Regions from separate parts of the Gossypium arboreum genome. Here region 1 is linked to region 2. Evidence: chromatin contacts called from public Hi-C data. All regions are on one chromosome and are shown on one strand. The core of a region is the stretch at or near the end of the contact, and the rest is flanking DNA. Distances in the headings are between cores, read along the strand shown.

What was found. Hi-C and Micro-C count contacts between places; a contact is called where the count stands out from the background.
Region 1: a contact with region 2 is called in a Hi-C map of leaf, with 2.0 times the contacts expected there. The contact joins the enhancer-like site here to the promoter of LOC108480235 in region 2. A contact is called at or near these places in 2 of 5 Hi-C or Micro-C datasets (both in leaf).

Annotation. Positions count from the first base shown.
Region 1 is chr1:17,083,569-17,089,496 of ASM2569848v2, reverse strand. No RefSeq gene overlaps it. Among protein-coding and RNA genes, the nearest start is that of LOC128281620, 23 kb to the right of the region's middle. Within about 2 kb of position 4,031, at least 1 of the 2 cell types and tissues checked has an H3K27ac peak or open chromatin away from gene starts, as enhancers often do. A contact at or near this core is called in leaf, where this site is marked.
Region 2 is chr1:16,988,817-16,995,076 of ASM2569848v2, reverse strand. LOC108480235 reads right to left here and starts at 2,296. Exons shown (of 2, transcript XM_017783147.2): 1 at 1,530-2,296. The coding sequence starts at 2,149.

The DNA.
Region 1 (5,928 bases), core at 2,782-5,281, 93 kb before region 2:
TCATATAGAATTAGGGTTATTTTAAATCAAAGACTAAATTTAAAAACAGTTAATAATAATACATATATTATAAAATCATTATAAAAATCGTAAAAAAAAATATAAGAAATTATACAAAATGTAAAAAAATTATAATCAATCAAACTCTTCAATTTTTCACTTACCAAATAACACCTATTTTTTTTCCTAAAAGATTTAGTTTGAAGATTTTGACCAAGTCAAATAAATTTTAACCAAACTAACTCTTCAATTTTTCCACTCAACAATCAACATCCTTTAAAATTTTCTTACCCACCAATCCTATTTTCCTTCCATTTTATAGTCTTATGAGTTGTCGGGGGAAAACACTTAATTGTCCATAATTTATAAAATCATTATAAAAAATTATAAAATTGTAAAAAAACTATAAGAAATTATATAAATTGCAAAAAGAATTATAATAATCAAACTCTTCAATTTTTCCACTTATCAATTAACATCTTTATTTTTTTTTTCAAAAAAAAGATTTAGTTTGAAGAGATTGACCAAGTCAACGAAAATTTTAACTAATCTAACTCTTAATTTTTCCACCCATCAATCAACAGCCTTTAATATTTTCTTACCCACCAATCATATTTTCCTTCCATTGTATGCTTATTCTTAAGCTTCTTCACCGCCACTCTTAACTTTTCCTTCCATTGTATGCTTATTCTTAAGCTTCTTCACCGCCACTCTTAACTCCAATTGACAACTCCATCATCAAGCCATTACCAACTGCCTCTCATCTCCTCCCCAGTGCCCACTAGCTCCATCCTTACTATCTCAAATCTTAACTTTGTTTTTTTAATCTTACATCACCACTCCAAGCAGAGGTTTCTTAACCGGCTCTTCCTCAGAGCAATTGAGGAAGAAGATGAACAATAGAGGAAAATGAAATAAAATTGAGATGAATCCTCCTCAGGAAGTCACTTCTCAGCTATATATATAGTCCTTCGTGCACAGTTTTCAACCGTATAGAAACCATATCTATTAGTAATCATTTTGTCTTCGACTAACAAACCAGCTGGTTTTAATCCAACTGAATCAAAATTGGATCTCAACCATCTCCAATTCAATCACTAAGTTTTCTTGATTTGTTAGTAGATGCTGCTACTTTATGGCTTCTTTTAATTTAATCCCTTAATTACTTCTTAATTTTCATACTTAAAGAAAACCGGTGTGACAGTTTTTATATTTTTTATAAAATAATAAAACCCCACAAATATTAATATTTAAACATAAGATATAATTATTTTCATACCTTTAACTTTACTATTGAAAAAAAAATTTATTTGATTTTTACATAATCTTTTTCACTTACATTATGAATATATCATAATTTAGTAAAATAATTTCAAATAACTTCTAATAAAATTAAATTCAAAATTGACATTAAGTTGAATGTTGAAACTCAAAATAACATTTAACACTTTTCTCTACTAGAATTGCAAAGTTTTAGTTATGATTACCATTCTTAAAACTATACCTAAATTTGTCATTCTCACTAAATGATTGATACTTTCTTAGAGCATACATGTATTTAAAATATGAATAATTTTTATTGAGATTTAATAATTTTTGATACATTATTAAATCTCAATAAAATTATATTTTACTGGCAGGTTTTAAAGGGTAACATTTTTTTAGGATGTAAAAGAAAAAAAAGAAAACAAGATATATGACAATATTTGAACTTGACTTGTGGAGTAAAAATTTTCTATTAACAATAATATATCAAATATTAACCCTAAATATAGTGACATAAATGATTAATTGTGCTAAAGATTATTTAAAATTAGGTCCCTAACTATGTGATTGGAGGTTTGATACTACTTATGAAAATGAAGCACATTTCGTGACTAACAGTTTACTTCTTTAAAGAACACATACGATAAATAGATTAATCATTACTGTAGATAGTGGATACCTTGATTTAGAAAAAAAAGGTTTCATAATTAATATTGAAGAAAATAAAATTGGATAAAATATAATAGATATTGATTTTATGTTAAACAAATGTACTGTTTATTTTAACAACTAATAAATATGTCACGATAGATTTAAATACAATTAGTAAGATTTGTATTTTTTTTAAAGAAGTCCAATAAAAAGGTATTGCATAGCACATCTCTTTGTTGTTATGGTAGTATCACTACTTTAATTAGCATAAACGAATACCTGATTTTATGTGTAAAATCTTAAATCTTTATGAACAGTCACAAAATCTCATATCCTTATTAAAAGACATAAATAATGTATGACACCAAAGCAATTTAAGATGCTGTTTGCATAAGAATCTCTTTAATTGGAACCAACTACTGCTTTAATTATGATTCTGATGATCTAATAAAACAAATCCCATAATAATAAAATTAATAAGGCATAATATCAAATTTAACCTTTAACTTTTACATCTTTTGTCAATTTGGTCATTATTCTAAAATATTAATTTTTTAACGATGTTGGTGTGACAATTCGCATGGTAATCTATGTTTGCTTTCATATTGACATGGTACTATTTGTCTTATATATTATGTCAATAATTAATTTAAAAAATTAAAATTCAAAAAATTCATAAAAATTCATAAAAATTCAAAAAAAGAAGAGCATGAAGTACATGTGGATTGTCATTCAAGTTGCCATGTTTAAAAATTTAATATTTTAGTTAGTATTTCAATTTTAAAAATAACAATTTAACTCTTTTTGAAAGACGAACGATTGACTTTTTTTAAAAAGCTGAGGATCAAATTTAGCTTAAAAGATAAGGGCCAAATTGACAAAAAATATAAAAGATGAGAACTAAATTTAGCATTATACAAATTAATAAATATAATATTCCAATATTTTTAAAATAATATATATTAAAATTTTAACATATACTTACTATACGTTATATTTCAAATGACAACAAAATATATCAAATATTTTTCATTCAAATATTGTCATATATTTAGATTTTAAGCAATACTCGAATATTAATTTTAAAAGTTATTTTTATCATGCCGATTGAGTCTTAACTCGATTGGTAAAAATATTATTATCAATGTAGGAAGACTTGATTTGAGTGTGTTGAAATACATTATCTTGATAGATAATTTTGATAGATATAATGAATATTTACATATTTTATCAAATTAGTCATGACTCTAAAAATTATCTAGAAAAAATATACAAAATTTTATATAAAAAATAGCTTTCTAAAAAGAAAATCTTTAACTTCAAATATATAAATAGAATGTGTAAACTTTAAAGACTATTAAAATTATGTAAAATTGATGAGAAATATTAACACTATAATCTAATTAAAATTAATATAAAAAATCCTACAAATCTCATCTAATTATCTCTTGTAATGTTAAAAGAAAAAAGAAAAAAACCTACTATGACAAAATTGTTTCATAGTTTCATTATTGGTTTCAAAAGGTGGGTCCAGATTAATTTGTCAATTTGTCATGGTCGGTCCATCAATAAAAGAAGTTAATCAATTATAGTAATATTACTAAAGTATGTAGGTAATTCATAATATGTCAAAAAAATAAAAAAAGGGTAATTTATGAATTAATATAATCATTTTGCATGTGGATGTGACCACATCCCATGTGGCAATTGTCCTATTGGTTGGAAATTGCTGTTGTGAGTTGGCAGGCGTGCACTCCACCCAAATATAACCCTTTTCTTTATAAAGACAATTCAAAATGATCGTTTGTGATATTTGTTCATATTCAATATTTATAATACAAATTTTCACCAAAAAAATATATTTATAATAAAAATACTACATTAAATTTAGTAACCAATAAAAATCATTATTTCGTTTATATTAAAAATATTGTTATTATATATATATATATATATTTAAAAGGATAAAACTGGAAAGCTATATTTAGGTGCGCTTTAATGAAACTTGTCCCTTTTCTCTTGGAAATTAGCAAAGGTACAATTCCGTACGGAGACCGTAACACCTCACCCCACTTCATTATGTTTTTTTCATAAAATAAAGGCAAAAGATGCTAAAAAGATTGAAAAGGATATTGAGCTACATAAAATTACAAAGTAATCAAATTTTGGCTTTTTTCTAATACTACATTATTAATTATTTTTTCATCTACCATAAAATAATTAAAATATTTTATAATGAGATATTACTTATATAAATTCTAATAATTTAAAATACTATAAAAATTACTGATTGAATTTTAATTCGATTGTCATAAGCATTATTGTCAATATAGGAGGACGTGGGTTCGAATGTACCGAAGCGTATTGTCCTCTTAATTATTAGTTGGAGAGGGACTATGAGTAATTCTAAGTTTTGTGTCAAAAAAAGATCTGATTAAAAATTTAATTTGGTTTTAATATAAAAGTAAAATACATATAATTATTTTGGACTTGCAAATTATTATAAAATTATAATTATAATAGTAATTACAAAAATAGCATAAAGTAATTACAAAATGATAAGAATGTACAATTATAAAGTGAAATTTTCACATTAGACAATAGAATGATAGAGAAAAGTCAATAATAGTAAGTTTAAAATAAATTTAGTATAATATTTATAGTCAACTAAATAAATATGTGATGAAATAATATCACAATTTTACCTTATCATTGATTAAAATAAATTTTCACCTATGTGGCATTGTCATTTGAGTATGACTGAAATTTTCTCTTTGAAAATTATTATTTTAATACTCCATTTTTAGACATTTTAAATGTACCAATGCTAATAATTTCTATTTTTTGGTGATATTATTAGAATGCTATTTATTTGAAAATGTTTAAATTTCAAATGTTATTTATAATAGTAGGTCTAAATTTTTGTTCAGTATATAATTGTAACACTAATTAAATAATAATTAATTTAAAATAATATACATTAATAATTAATTAATATGCTCACTCTGTAGTTCAAACCAATAAAATTATTATTGATACGATTTTATCTATTATTAATAATTAATTAATATACTTATTCTTAATACGTAGACTTCAACTTAATTATATAGTTGAATAAAATTCTATTATTAAAAAATAAAAATAGTTTTATATAATGTCAGTTTAGTAATCTAATGAATGATAAAGAGTATTTTCATTGGTCCAAAAGTTTCTCCAAACTCGTACTTTTATGTATTATTAGTTTCTAATAGCACATGCATTTCATGTGATTTTACGTATTTAATTTTAACTAGTTTTTAAGTAATGTATTTTAATTTTGTAATTAAATTTTAATTCATTTTTGGATTTTATATATAATTATAAATATATTTACTTATTTAACAATTAAAATATAATAAATAGAAATTTTCAAAACCATATTAAAAGATTGTTTTTTGGATCAATAATTCTTTAATAATATTAAAAATTCAAATAATAATTAAAATTATTGGTTCTCTGTAATCTTCCTAGCCTAGCGTAGACGCTAAGCCTAAATTTGAAAGATTAAATTGACGACTAAAACGGTCTAGTAGTGATCGGAGTTTATAGAACAATCAATTTAAAATATTTGTTTTACTTTAGAAGAAAACTTTATTATTATTATTTTTAAAAGGTACAATATATTTCTAAAACTAGTTGTTTTAATGATATTTTTGCAAAAGGTGATTTTCAATTTATTATATGTTTTCCAAATCTCATTTTCATAACTATACAACAAAATAAGTGATATTTACCGTAAGTTTAATGAAAACTAGATTTTAATGCATGAATAATTAGTAATTCATATTTCAATAGCATAAATCAAATTAAAATGTCATGCATATTGAACAATCCCAAAACCTAAGTCCCATGTTATGGTTGTAAAAATAAAATGATATAGTCTCAGAATAACTAAAATTTTAAACAATAATCTAAAATACTTTTATATAAAAACAATTTGAGCCGAGCCTTCCAATTCGCCAATTTCACTTC
Region 2 (6,260 bases), core at 1,047-3,546:
CCTAATCAACCTCTACGATATGTGGAAGGGCGTTAGTTAAAATGACCAAATTACAACTCACTGGAATGGAGTTTAATGTCCAAGTTGGGAAAATGTTTTCTTGCTCAAAGCCCAAGATTTCAGAAGGGAATACACAAGAGACAGTAGCCTGTCGGCAACATGACCAGATATTGTCTCAATGTAAGTAGATAATCACATTTTTTGTGGAGCTTCTGAGAAGGAAAAGACCTGGAGGTGGAGGAGTTACTCATACTTGGTTCATAACTCATAAGAGCGAGGAGTATCTTAGCATCATTTGGCACTTTAGAAAATTAGATTTGCAGTAACATTTAGTCCTTACATTTGGAAAGATTACTTCAGGAGTAAACACAGTCATCTTTGACTTGGGTAATCTTGTTTTAAAACTTAACCATACATCCAAAACAAATAAAAGGATCCTACCTCAAACCAACTACAAAATCCAAGACAGAAACCATTATTTATGCCAACCCAGAAGAACAATATGACATGTTAGCAAGATCCATAAACAGAATTCCCCACTGGGGGTGATGCCTTTAAAGATGGAATGATACAGGGTGTATAAACCAATTCTTATCCCAGAATATTCTCCTGCCAAAAAATGAAACAGAATTATCCAACTCCCAGAATCTTTACTTCAGAGAACAAAATGTCCTTACTAATGCGTCTTACAGTCTAGAAGAGATAAGTACCTTACAGAAATTTTAAGTGAGATTATTGAGGAGATTTAGGTGACTCAAAATCACTAGATTCCCTCACAAAGCATCTTCAAAGCTGTGATGTTCAAATAGTTGATCACCCTTAACAGGAATTCACTTATTCTGTACGGTAGGAGGGTAGCAATGTTTGAACATATGATCTCTAACCAACCTGAAAAACCTGACTAGGGAATGCTAACAGAGTCAACAGTCTCTGCTTGCCTATTGCTAATCTCACATTCCACAAAATTATGGTTTGGTACTTCTTATGATCATCAAGAAAACAGAAGATGACCTTTCCTTCCTCGAGTCAACCATTTAAGTAAAAGTGAAAGTGCTTCAGTTGACCGGTATTCATAGCAAACAACTCGAAATACTTTCTGACCATAGGTAAAACCAAAAAGAACAAGAAATTTAATCCAAAGAAAAAACAATCATGTAGAACAATCCATCCTATTCAAATTGCGAACTACTAGTTGGAGGAAAAGTATCTTAATTATCTCACCACTAGCATTGGATGCCAAATAGAATGTAGCTCAAACTCAACAGTCAACTCTAGTAAAAATATATCATTTGCATCTTTATAAGAAGCAATTAAAAATATAGCATTGCCTGCCATCAAGCAACAAAAGGGTTCTTTGTACTCCAACAAACATTTCACTATCAAACAAACAAAGTTCTCGTCTTTTCAATGGCATAAATCCCAATAAAAAATAATAATATCAAAAGACAAATATCAATTTATCCATCATTAAAGTTAAAAGACTTATAAATTAAAAAGAAAAAAAGAAAAAAAAAAGAAGCTTAGCTTACCCTGAGACAGAAGGGTCAAAAACATTCCTCGCAATCCTCATTTTCTTCTTGGCACCTTTATAAAGCTCTTCCAAGCTACAATGCAACACATTTTCCACGGCAGCGGCTTTCCTCAATTCTCCATTACTAGTAGTGCTACTAGTCCCGTAACCATTACTATTCCTAAAATGCCCTTCTCTAAACCCTCTATTTCCTCTTCCACCATTGGCCTCCGCCCCAAACAGCTCCTCGTATATATCATCTGCATCCCTCGGCTTAAACCTGAAAGAATCCGTATTAGGTTGCTGCTGCCTCTGATTATTATTACTATTGTTATAGTAATGGCCAGCTCCGCGGGGATAAGACGCCGACGTGGAAGCGTGAGATTGGTTAGGAGGCGGGAATTGTCCGGATTTGAGAGCCTCCTCGCCGTAAAGATCGTAGATCTGTCGTTTCATCGGATCTGATAGAACATCGTAAGCTTCGGAGAGAAGCTTGAATTTGGCTTCGGCTTCGGGTCTTTTGTAGGAAGGGTTCTTGTCGGGGTGCCAAATCATGGCCAGCCTCTTGTAAGCCTTTTTGAGATCCTCTTCGTTGGCGTGGCGATTCACTTTCAGAATATTGTAATAATCGACGCCCATGATTCTGTGTTTTTTTTTTCTTTCTTCTGTTTGTTTGGCTACAAAGAAAATATTGAGGAAGAAACGGAGAATGTGAAACTGAATTATGGAAGGGAAGGCTGTGAAGGGAAAAGAAGATCTGACGGTTAAAAAATAAAAAGAAAAAATTGAATCTTTTCGTAATATATAATAATACAAGATGATATCTTCAAAAAGGTGTGGGGCCTATACGAATAACGTGCTGCTAACTACGTTTCTAAGATATGGCAAACAATTGATATATTTAGATGCAAAAGTTTAAACGGATTCGATTTTTTTTTAAATATTAATAATTTGATTGGTATTTATATTATTCCTAAGATAGGAATATGTAAATTTAAGTATATAGAAATATATTATCTTTTTATTTATGGGGTGGGAGGAGCTATAAGTAATTTAGACATTGTGTCTAAAAACACATATAATTAAAAATTGCTCAAAAATATTAAAATCTTAAATTTTATAAATTTTTAAAATATATATAACTTGACATTTTGTAAATGTTGGAGGTTAACTTTATTGAATTTTTTGGAGTTTGAATTAAAATCACAAATTTTATACAAAATAATGAGGTGTAGTGCGGTGGTTGTTTATTTCATCTTATAATTACAAGATTAGAGGTTTAAGGTTTGATCCTTACTCATGAGAATGAAGTATATTTTATGACCAACCATTTTTAAAAATTATAATTTGACATTTTGTAAACGTTGGAGGTTAACTTTATTGATTTTTTTAGAGTTTGAATCAAAATCACCAATTTTATACATAACGATGAGGTGTGGTGTGGTGGTTGTTTACTTCATCCCATAATCACAAGCTTGGAGTTTCAAGGTTTGATCCTTACTCATGGGAATGAAGTATATTTTATGACAAACCATTAACCTTTAGTAATCGAAATCAATTTTTATTATAATACTTTATTTTACTCATTGATTATCTCACGTTTAACTAATATTAAATGGAATTACGTGATCAGATCGTAATACAGAAATACAATTTATATTAATAGATAATCTAAATATATTCTTAGTCTAATCAAAATTGAACAAATCAATTGAAAGATTAATATGTTGCCTGTCAAGTCCAATTGGGAGATATCTTATCTTAGGTATCGAAGCAGATGTCTCTTGAAAAATAGAGACATATATATGACTGACTGGAATAAAGTACATTATATATCTAAATACATTCTTAGTCTAATCAAAATTGAGCAAATCGAATAAAAGACTAATATGTTGTCTATCAAGTCCAATTGGAAGATATCTTAACTTAGGTATAGAAGCAGATTTCTCTTGAAAAATAGAGACATAGATATGACTGACTATAATAAAGTACATTATACATGACTCAAGTAGAATAGATCCTAGATCCATTTACGAATTTATTCGCTTATAACGTTCATAGTGTGATATACCTTAATCCTAAGTGGGTGATAGACTATGTATGTGTGACTCGTATACTTTGATGTAAATAAAAAATTGAGTTCAAATAGATAATGAACCAAAAGTTGGTACGTTGGGTACAAGATTTCTACATGATGTAGCTTTATTCCACAACAATGGAATTCATGGCTCGATAAAGTGTAAATGATATCCTCTCATTGACATTACATGGCGAATGAAAAATAATGTGGCCACGAGTCATTTGACTTAGAGATAAATGGTTTAATTATTATTTGTTAATAATTGAGTTTTTGTTGAGGAAGATGTAATGGTTACCATGAGATAAAATAGGATCATATTGGGAGAATGAACTTATCCTAAAGATATTAAGGATATCCTATAAAGGTAACACATTTATGACAAGGTTATTGGACAAGCACTCAATGAGTGACTTTTGTAATGATATATAATAAGAGAGAGCTTAGTCATGATACTTTAGTGAAATGACTTCATAACTAAATAATGTTGTAATTAATAAGCGAAGAGCCGAAACTTAATTACAAATTATTTGAGCTCTAATTATATATGTTCAATCTGTTGAAGTATGCCTAAACATTAGTCATATGATGATTGTAATAACCCACTTTTACCTAGTTTATTAATAAAAGATATTGTCATTATTTTCAATATTTATTTTTATATTTAGATAAATTGTATAATGATAATGTCCAAAGAATGATATGCTCATTTTAAATGTCCTTAATCAAAAATTATTGTAGGCTTAGACAATATTAATATATTGAAATTAATATGTGTTTGATTGATGACAAATGTTGTTATAAATATATGATACCAAATTAACACATAAGTATATGTTAGAGAACAATATATTGGATGACTCACCATGAGAATGTTTCTTGGATTATTATGTAATAGTCACAATATTTCTCATGGTAATAATTGCATGTATGATCCTTAAACTTGAGATCATCATTGTTCCAACATTGTAAGTCGTATGCTGTGACACAGTTAAATGCCTTTCGTAAAAAATTATACTATAAAGACTGATATTGGGTGTGCCACACTCTGTGTGGTAGGATGTGAGTGATCAAGATAGAATTTGTCCTTCCTATATAATGAGAGAAATATTTTAGGCCTCTTGATTGGGTGAGACTAGAAATGCATAATCATGCTCAAATTAATTGATATGAGATATCACATTTATTTGTTTATCTTAGTCTACTTGAGAATCAATGAATAATAGATTGAACTATACAAGTGTGACTATTCCATGACTTGTGTTCAATCTAGATATAAATGATACATGGATAAACTACATAATAATATTATCACAGAAGGCTATGTCGAATCACGACTTCCTGCGACTTGGGTAGCAGTGATGCATTGCTAGATGTCGCTCAATGTTTGTAACATGAGAATTGTTTTAATGTTACTGCTAATTTTACATGATCTTATTGGGTCACACCCTTTGGTTGGGATGAACAAAATGTGATAAAAGTTCAAATTATGTTTAACATGTCATAAAAGTTAAATTGATTATAGAAATGTTCTAATAATTAATTTAATTTGATAACATTAAAATTAATCATAATATATGGACATACTTGATGCATATATAAAGAGGATTCAATTAAAATAATATGAAAATATATAAATCTACCTTTTGAATTTATTAAATATTGTATTTAATAAAATTTGGTTAAGGGAATTAGGCTAGGATTTAAATTAAATTGATATTTCTATAAGAAAAGAGAGAATCACATTTAAAGACTATATCCAATTTTTTTCTCTTAGTGGTTAATGACCATTTAAAGTAGTTTTCGAATAAAAGGAAGCCTAATATTTATTTTAGGTTACTTGATATTGTCGTTGACTAGCAACAAAAATAGTTTAGTTTTCTTTCTAGAATGGTTTTGAGATTTTTTTTTGATCGTGCACTTCCAGGTGAATCACATATAGGCCAGGATTTTTGTGTTACAACTGAGATTTCGACATAGGTAGAGGAATCACTTTCGTACCAGTGTTGTTTTCATATTGTTAAAGGTATATTCATGGCTTGTGGTCGCTAAAATAGTTTTTTTATGCTATGCTAAAGAGCATACCGATGATCCAACACAATCAATCCCTTCATTAGCTTTAAATAACCATAAATGAATTGCATGTAGAACCAATAATATGGAATGAATGAAAATGATAAAGTAAAAAAAAAAAAACATGATAAAGTTCAAAGTAAGAATTAAATTAATTAATTATCATGGATTTGTTGAATGAGAAATTAAATATATTTCCTAATAGATTCTAGTATGGTAAAGTCTGCGATGACTTTAATGGAATTAAAATTGGATATAGAAAATAATTTAGTTAATTTCATTAATTAAATTAATTGATTACATAAATAATATTTTTTAATTCAAAAAATAATAATATTTTGTAAAATAGAAAATAGTTATTAGGTTGGATAAATTATAAGTATTGGACAAAAGTCTGGATAACACATATAATTGTACCTCATACATGAAAGTTCCAATTAGACCTTGTTACATGTAAGGGGCAGAAAACCCTAGTATTATCTAGGGCTTGACGTCGCCCCTTTGACTTTTACTTAGAGTAGTTGTATTCTATTAAAATATTATTATTTAATTAGACCTTATTCAAACAAAACTCTTGTACTGTTTCTCTATAAATAGGAA